3 separate regions of the Mus musculus genome follow, and regions 1 and 2 are each linked to region 3. A link is a contact called in public HiChIP or PLAC-seq data. All regions are on one chromosome and are shown on one strand. Each heading gives the region's core, a stretch centred on a gene start, on an enhancer-like site or on the middle of the called end of the contact. The rest is flanking DNA. Distances are from core to core; before and after follow the strand shown. Region 1 overlaps Stx8 (syntaxin 8). Region 2 has its middle 17 kb from the start of Rnf222. Region 3 overlaps Pik3r5 (phosphoinositide-3-kinase regulatory subunit 5).

Region 1 (2,700 bases), core at 170-2,669, 370 kb before region 3:
TTTACAGAAGACAAAACTAGGTGCAAACAGGTGAGATTTTTTTTCTTTTTGTGTGTTTTTTGAAAGTCACAATAGGAGTTACTTTTCAGAGAGAGATAAGGAAGTAGTAATTAGGGGGAGTGGGATGGAGAGGATGATATTAGGGTTTCTCCAGCCTCCTTTCTTGGCCTAGGTAAAATGTGACTGGGATAGCCGCATCCTGATTATTAGGGTTGGGCCTGGAGCTGAGTGGCAGAACGCTTGTCCTGTGTGCTCTAGGTCCTGGGGTGCAGTCCTCAGTACTACACAGACACTAAAAAATACACACTTTGTGATAATTGACTCAACTGTGGATTGGAGTTACTTGTATTTCACAACCAATATGGAAATGTTAATTAGCTCCTAGTTTCATGGCTGTGCTGTCCCTGGATTCAAGCTCTGTGGTATCACTGACTACTGTGATTTATAGCTTCTGTTATTATATAATGACTCAACCAACTTGAGTCCCCTCCTCCCCATTCATTTCTTCATTATCTGAAAACAATATGAAGGACAGGGTGTTCATTGTATAACCCAGGCCGGCCTCAAACTGGTGGCAATCCTGCCCTTAAGTTCTTGGATTATCAGCATGAGCCACAACCCCTGACTGAAAATATTGAAAAATATTTTGGTGGGGAAATGGTATGTGTGTGGTACATAAATGTCCTTTGTAAGTGATATTACAATATTGTCTCTGACATGTTGTTCAGACATAAATGTTGTATGTTTGCAAAAAATTTAGAATATGCTTTCTAACATATAAATCTATGCATGCATATACAGACATAGAAACAGAAATATTTGTATATACACATACACCCGTGTAATTCTTTGTTATGACATACTGTTCGTTTATCATGTTTTCTGTCACTCTCTCTGCAAATGGAATCCGCAAATGGAATCTGCAAATGGAAGCTGGCCCAACAGATCCCATCCACACACGGGGAGCATTAGTGCAGCGTGAGGCAAAGTCTCTCCGCCACATAGTTCTGCTAATCGGAATGAGTTTAGCATGTGGTATTTACTGTTTGGTCTTGCCGACACTCACTTTGTGTTCTGACACGATGCTCTAGTTACTAACAAAAGCATCTGCCATGGAAAAAAAGTAGTCAGGTGATCTTGCTGGAGTTTGAAAATGTGGCAGCTCTTGGTGGTTTTAAATATATGGAAATTAAAGATGGGTAGTCAGCTAGCGACTCAGACAATTTTTTTGATGCTGCCACAGACCCCACAAACTTCACTGCAAGTGCAGCCTGGGAAGAATAAAAATCCAGGAGGGACGGAATGGCGGCTAAGAGGCACGATGGCCAAAGGCTGCCTGCCACAGCCAGAAGATGTGAGTGATTGCATCCTGTGAGGCACTAAGCACTTTAGCAAACCTGTGTAGTTTGATCCCGCTTCATGCCTTTTCTATGACCTCATTCCCTGCATTCCAGAGATGGGCGAGTAGTCTCTGACTCCGTGTGCAGTTGCCTGCGGTCTCTTTCTTTGTGAGTACACCATAGCCCCTCAAGGATGGTTTCTTTGTTTTGGATAGAGGTCCTTCCTATGTCACCCATGTGGCTCCAGCTCCTGGGCTCAAGCTGTCACCTCACTTCAGTCTCCCTAGTGGCTGGTACTGTGGTTAGTGCAGATGCAGGCTTCGAGTGGCTAGATTCTGAGTCCCCCCAGATCACAGTCATTTGTCCCCACATCTCTTTACCCCATTGTTTGCTGGTATTTCCTGGATGCTGTGTGATAGATCGTGTCCTTCCTTTATTGGGGAGTTTCCTCCCTTGCTGCTGTCCTAATGCTTGCAGAATTGTATCTGTATTCTGAATGTTAGGAACCGCAGGCGCAATCTCTGCAGATGATAAACACTGTCCACGACGGATACCTAATGCTTACATTTTGGTTGTTCCTACAGGAAGACTCAGTGTTTACCACATCAGAGAAAAGTCCTCTTTCTTTTACTTGATGGTTATCTCATCTGTCTTCCCAGCTCTTTATCCCCCACCTCTCAGTTTTATTTGCTAACATGTTTCGTCCTTTTTATGCCCTTTTCTGTCTTCTGGGGCATATTTCCTAAAGCTCGCCCCTAGTGTACAGTAACTGCCTTCCTTGTTTCTTTAACAGTCAGGGTTCTGTCTTAGTGTTGTCAAGGGTGTGACATTGTTGCCTTTTGGTAGGTCTGAGCTTGTGACACTGACTTAGTGTCTAATGGCTTCGTCTTGGGAGTATTCCTTGGATGTTCCTTTATTTGAGCTCTTTCTTGCACCTCTTGGCTCTTTGTACACAGAGCTCCCTGTCCATTTGTTTGGCAGTTGGGAAGGGTCTTAGCACAGGCCTCTGTTGCACATTTCAGACCCAGATGAAAGGCTCTGGTTTGAGGTGCGGAGAAAACATGACAGGGGTCCTTGCTTTCTGCCTAACCTGCCCCTGCTCACTGCCTCCCCTCGCCCCACCATGTGTAAGGTGTGAACAGGCAAGGGGACATCCCCATGGAGTGGCTTCCAGAGTGGTGGCTTCCAGAAGCACTGCAGGAGTTCCTACCAGGTGCCCTGCAATAGGAAACCCATAGGTAGGAATTTAAACTAATAACTTTAGAATTTTTATTTATTTAAATGTGTGTATGGGTGTTTCACTATACATACAAACACACACACACACACACACACGTATGTGCACCACATGCACACCTGG
Region 2 (2,700 bases), core at 191-2,690, 410 kb after region 3:
TATGTCAGCTGGGTGTGATGGCTCATGCCTGTAATCCTCACACTGGATGGGTGTGCACAGGAGGAGTCAGGGTTCAAGGTCAACATCATAGCCTGTCTCAAAAGCATGTGTATTTTGAGGCCAGGTGAGGTTGTTGGGAGCGGGTGAGGCTGCACACACCAGTGATTCTAGCACCCAGAAGGCAGAGGCAGGAAAATCAAGACAGACCCAAGGCCAACCTGATCTGCATAGCAAATTCTATACCAGCCAAGACTAATAGATGTGAGCCCCTGGCTCAAAGGGGACTGACTGGGGGGGGGGGGGGGGCTGGAGAGATGGCTCAATGGTTACGAGAACTTCTGTTCTTGCAGAGGGCTGGGTTTGCTTCCCAGCACCCACATGGAGGCTCACAAGTGTCTTTAACTCCAGTTCTAGGGGATTCAAGTGTCTAGTCTCTAAGGGAACCCATGGATGTGTGCACATACACACCCACAGACATACACATAAAAATAGATAAAATGTCTATGTTTGTAGGTCAAAGTGCTCATATTTGAGGATATACTTATACAAAGATTGTCAGTGTCTCTGCATGGATAGCTTGTATTTTATCAAATAAGATAGTATCATGGAAAAAGTATGTCTAGTTCCATTTAGAAAACGAAATAAAGAGAGCCCCAAGCCTTGAGAAACACAACCTCCTTACAGTGTAGGAAACACTTTCATAACCATTGTCCTACAAGCTCTGGACGAGTTCAAATAAAATAAAAATACTTCGCCATCCATAGGCAAGAAGACAGAACGAAAGAAGCCGCTGGCCCGTCAGGAGTTGAGCGATTTAGAAGCAGCCAAGACTTCAAAACAAGCCCCTCACTTGTTCAGTCCGGCATGACATCATTGCCTCACCCTGATTGTCTCTCCATCAGCCCAGATAAACTTGTCTGAACCCAAAAAGCTCCCCGCCCCTCCAAGAAATACTAGCAGGCGGCCAGGAAATAAAAACCAAATCAAGGTGATCAGGATCCAGATGAGGGAAGATAACTGTGTTTTCAGAAAAAAGGCACCATAGCAAATGCCTAGTGTCACCTATCACAGGGACATAATGGCATTCATCCTAACTGGCCACCATATGGGCAGAAAGGGTTCTCAGACACCAGAAGCCTCCACTCTGGTGTCTCTCAGGCCACGCCCAAGCCCCCCACCCATTCCTTCCCCTCCCTCACTCCAATCCCCCAAAGTTGCAAGGCACCTGGTCCTGGCTCCTCAGCTGATCTGGTTCACAGCAGCACGTGGGGACCACCCGGGGCCAGCTGGGAAAAAGCAGAGGTCAACAGGAAGAAGGAGACTCAATCATGTCTGACAAAAGAGACTCTGGGACAGGAAGTGAGTTTGAGCCAGGAAGGCTGGGGCCTGCTGTCAAGTAGTGAGGCAACCCTGCCAGCCTTGTTACTCAGCTGGAGTTGAGCAAGACCTGGGAGCTTGGGCAAGGGAGTAAGAAATGCCAGTCATAGCTTCAAGGCTCTCCACCTCTGCTGTCTGCGTGTGAACGGCTGCTTCTGGTCCTCTCACCCACTTCTCCCCTCTGTCCCTAAGGACGAATGAACGCTGGCTAACTAATTTAGTGGAGGAGACAAACAGGTGCCAATGTTTTTATGTCTACGCCGGTGCAATAACACAGCAAGTAAGAGCTCAAATTAGGGGTTCGTGGGTGTGGCTCAGTGGTACTCTACTTGCCCAGCCTGGGTAAGGCCCTGGGCTCTGTGGCCAGTGCTCAAAACCAAAACAAACCAGAGAGAGAGAGAGAGAGAGAAGAGAACACAATCTTAAAGGCAGAGAGCTTAGACTTTTCATCCTTGAACCTCGTTTTCCCTCTTAGGAATTGGAGCTAACACCAGTGCTGACTCCTGCCACTGTTTGCCGCTCAGATGGGATAATGTGTATAACTACCTCCATATAAATCCCAAGATCCAGTGAGTCCCTTGAGCTGTCAGCATTGTCCCCTTCCTGCCTTTCCAAGGCTGGTCCATTCCCTAAGTCTTTATCAGATCACGTAAGCCATCCACGTCTCTTGCCTCCACAGTGACTGCCGTTCTCCTGTGCCCATTAGTCTTACCAAATAGAACAGGAGCCATTAGTAAAAGTGGGCACGGATAACACGTTAAAGTTATTGCCTGCTCCTGTCTAGTCTACAAATGTCCGTCTTATGGAAAACAAAATAACAATGCCTTATCTGTTGTTAACAACACAAAACAAGAAGCTTCCCTGGGAAGTCATTTCCCATAGGGGTGTCTTTATTCTCAGAGAAGGCAGGTTTTGTACATACTTGTCTCTAATAGGTGCCTAGGAGGGGCCAGCAAGTACTGGAAGTTAGTCTATAAATATTTGTGGCTCTCAGTGATCTGATGGAAACATGGCCCTATTTAAACCCAGTCCTAAACTGTGAACTGACCTCAAGGGGACAGGATACCTCAGACAGATAGGCAGACATGTAAGGTTACAGAGAGAGGGGTTTACTATAGAACTTACTAAGGAAGTATAGTCTTGAGTGACAGTAAAAACTATAGCTGGCAATCTGGGTCAGAAAGAGGAGTATACTTGTGGGCTGGGACAAAAGTGACTTCATCCTGGCTGGAACATACCTGGTATCTCATAACAAAATATCAAAGAGTCGGGTGTATTCCTGGGGCCAGGGTCTGGTTGTTCAAAGCCCCATATTTGACTTTA
Region 3 (2,700 bases), core at 162-2,661:
TTGAAGCAGCCTCTGGGAGTGGGATACTGCAGGCCGAAAAGAATGCTGTCTTTCAACAGAATCCACCAACAAACACCCTCTCCATCTTTCTCTAGGGCATCTGAGTCTTTATGGACTCAGAAAAGTCTCCTCCTCCTATCCTAGCTGTCCTAGCTCCATCTCTGTTTCTGTCTGTGCCAAAATACACTGACCAAAAGAAACTTAGGGAAGAACTGGCTCATAATTCCAGATTACAGTCCATCTCCTCGGTCTCATCTAGTTCTCTCCTGTCTTATCTAGCTCAAAACCCCCAAGGACATGCCTTGAGGCCAACCTAATCTAGGCAGTCCCTCAGTTGAGTCTCTCTTTTAGAAGATTCTGGGTTGTGGCTACTTAGAATTCAATCTGGTTAGTGACAGTTATCATAGCCACATACCAGTTACCAAACTTCATGTCAGGTCAAACTTGTGGTCCAGGCACCCAGTTGTCAGCGATGGCAGTGGTGGTATTCATTACCCACTGCTTGCCCTAACTTTGCCAGATCTCCATCAAATACTACAGTGGGAAACTGGTAGTACCAATCTTACAGCTCGTGGGGTACCCATCCATTAACTAGAGGTAGAGCTTGGTCTCAGTGGTGGTGATGGCAGCATTGACACATTTGTGGATAAACTACTTATGATATGACAGGCAACAGACTGTGTGTTTAACACAGCGAGGGTCACATTTCACCATCTGACTAGCTGGCTCAAACCAGGTGTAGGTGGTCTTGGCTAGGAAGGCACTCATGGCAGGTTTTCCCAGAAAAGGTCACAGAGGCCCGTGTGGCCAGCAGGAAGGGGATCCAGGGTCGGTGTGGCACCAGGTCTGGTCTGGGATTCTGTCAGAATCTGTCTGAAGAAAGATACCACCTTCCTAATGAAGCCATTGAGGTTAGTAGAGGTTGGTGTTCATATATACAATGCAAGCAACCACTCATACAAATAAAAACGAAATCTTTAAAGAGATCTTTAAAAGAATTGTTTATTTTTTTACAAAAGGAAAAAATAAAGAATTAAAAAAGATATCAACTGGAATCCCACGGGAACCCATCCTGGCAGGGGCATCGGGAAGTTTAGCGTTGTCCACTAATTCTCAACATGGTGGTTGCTCTCTTAGTGTGGGGAGGAGGCAAAGGGAGAGAGCCAAGAATAGGTTCTGTTTTCATGTTCTGGTCTTTAGGGTGGCTCTTAGGAAGTTTGGGTTCTGACCTGAACCTTTTTCTTTGGCCTTTAGCTGAGGGAAAAAAAGGAGGAAGCTGGTCTTCCAGGCATCGTGCCCTCACTGTGGGTGTCCAGAATTGACTTAATCAACATCTCTGCAGACTGAGTCACCGGGGTGTTGTAGTCGATGTGATTTCCCCTCAGGCCTGAGGAATATCCCCTATTGCTCATATACTCTCGGGGACATATTGGGGTGGAGCTTTGGTTTGTATGCTTATTGTTCAAGGAGACTCAGTCCAGGCCCCATGCCCAGTCATGGAATCAGAACCATTAACACGGTCGACAGGCTCCCGTGGCCAGAAATGGAACCAGACAATTGTAATGTAGTCGCTGGGGAAGCAGAGAGGCTGTGGATAATGTGGATAATGGCCTTGTAACCAGCCGGGGGGTCAAAAGACCTACCTTAAAACAATAAGCTGAAAGAGTCAGTAGGGTAGCTGAGTGGGAAGTGACACTTGTCACCAAACCTGAGACCCCAAGTTCAACCCGGGAACTCACATGGTGCAGGGAGAGAAGTGACTGTTGTTAGTTGTCCTCTGATCTCACATGCACGGTGGTAGATGCACACACACACACACACACAAATGTATTTTTAAAAAAGATATGGCTGAGAGATGATTCAGCAGCTGGGAGCTCTGGCCACCCTTTTGGAGGACTTTGGTTCAGTTCTAAGGACCCACATGACAGCTCACAACCATCTGTAACTCCATCTCCGAGAGATGTGATGCCCTCTTCTGGCCTCCTCTGGCACCAGGCACAAGTGGTCCAGAGACACATATGCAGACAAAACACCCAGATACAAAAATAAACATGACAACTAAATGAGGGTATTAACGAGAAGAGTTCAAGACAGAAGAGTGCAAATTGCATGGTGATGTCAGGAGTTTGGTACCAGCCTGGAGGGAAGGGGCTGGATCTCCTGGGGTCTCGTGAACTGTGTCAGAGATTGAACTGTGTCCCAGGGGAGTAAAAAGCACAAGAAAAAATGTAAGGGGGCAGGGAGCAATCCCTTGATTCCTATACAGTTCTGCTGGTTTGGGGATTCCCTGGGGTTTGAAGCGTCAGCCTGTAAACATTCCCTTATGCCCATTCCTAGAACACATTCTCTGTTAGCTTGCAGGTGACCGCCCTCTTGATTTATTTCTCCACTCATTCATTTCGTCTGTTTTAAAACTTCTTGCAAGTGGAGTCAAAAAAGCACCTGCCGTTATTTTATTTCTTCACACACCATGTTTTGGGGTTGCATCCATGTCATTACATGTATTCATAACCCCCTCTTCTCTGTAGGCTCAGTAATGATACATTGTATCATAATAATACATTATGTACCAGCAATCATCCTTCTGTTGATAGATCAGGGTGGTGCGGGTGGGAGATAATTTTGAATCAAACTTTCTATGAACAAGTATTGCACAAGTCTCTTGTCAACATAAGGTTTCACTTCTTTTGTGGGGAGGAA

The links. HiChIP or PLAC-seq counts read pairs in DNA pulled down with a chosen protein or histone mark.
Region 1: a contact with region 3 is called in a FOXA1 HiChIP or PLAC-seq map of pancreatic cancer cells. The contact joins two enhancer-like sites. A contact is called at or near these places in 2 of 115 datasets of contacts at active chromatin or transcription factors (Th17 cells and pancreatic cancer cells) and 1 of 9 other capture datasets (embryonic stem cells).
Region 2: a FOXA1 HiChIP or PLAC-seq map of pancreatic cancer cells shows a contact between it and region 3. The contact joins two enhancer-like sites. A contact is called at or near these places in 4 of 39 promoter capture datasets (the 3T3-L1 cell line, the C10 cell line, cranial neural crest and 1 more), 1 of 15 datasets of contacts at CTCF or cohesin (the NIH/3T3 cell line) and 3 of 115 datasets of contacts at active chromatin or transcription factors (T-cell acute lymphoblastic leukemia, microglia and pancreatic cancer cells).

The regions. Positions count from the first base shown.
Region 1 is chr11:68,088,617-68,091,316 of GRCm38.p6, forward strand. The region is part of intron 6 of Stx8 (syntaxin 8); the gene reads left to right. Among named protein-coding and RNA genes, the nearest start is that of Stx8, 120 kb to the left of the region's middle. Within about 2 kb of position 1,420, at least 71 of the 459 cell types and tissues checked have an H3K27ac peak or open chromatin away from gene starts, as enhancers often do. A contact at or near this core is called in pancreatic cancer cells, where this site is marked.
Region 2 is chr11:68,870,556-68,873,255 of GRCm38.p6, forward strand. No RefSeq gene overlaps it. Among named protein-coding and RNA genes, the nearest start is that of Rnf222, 17 kb to the right of the region's middle. Within about 2 kb of position 1,441, at least 138 of the 459 cell types and tissues checked have an H3K27ac peak or open chromatin away from gene starts, as enhancers often do. A contact at or near this core is called in the NIH/3T3 cell line, microglia and pancreatic cancer cells, where this site is marked.
Region 3 is chr11:68,456,915-68,459,614 of GRCm38.p6, forward strand. The region is part of intron 1 of Pik3r5 (phosphoinositide-3-kinase regulatory subunit 5); the gene reads left to right. Among named protein-coding and RNA genes, the nearest start is that of Pik3r5, 26 kb to the left of the region's middle. Within about 2 kb of position 1,412, at least 70 of the 459 cell types and tissues checked have an H3K27ac peak or open chromatin away from gene starts, as enhancers often do. A contact at or near this core is called in the NIH/3T3 cell line, microglia and pancreatic cancer cells, where this site is marked.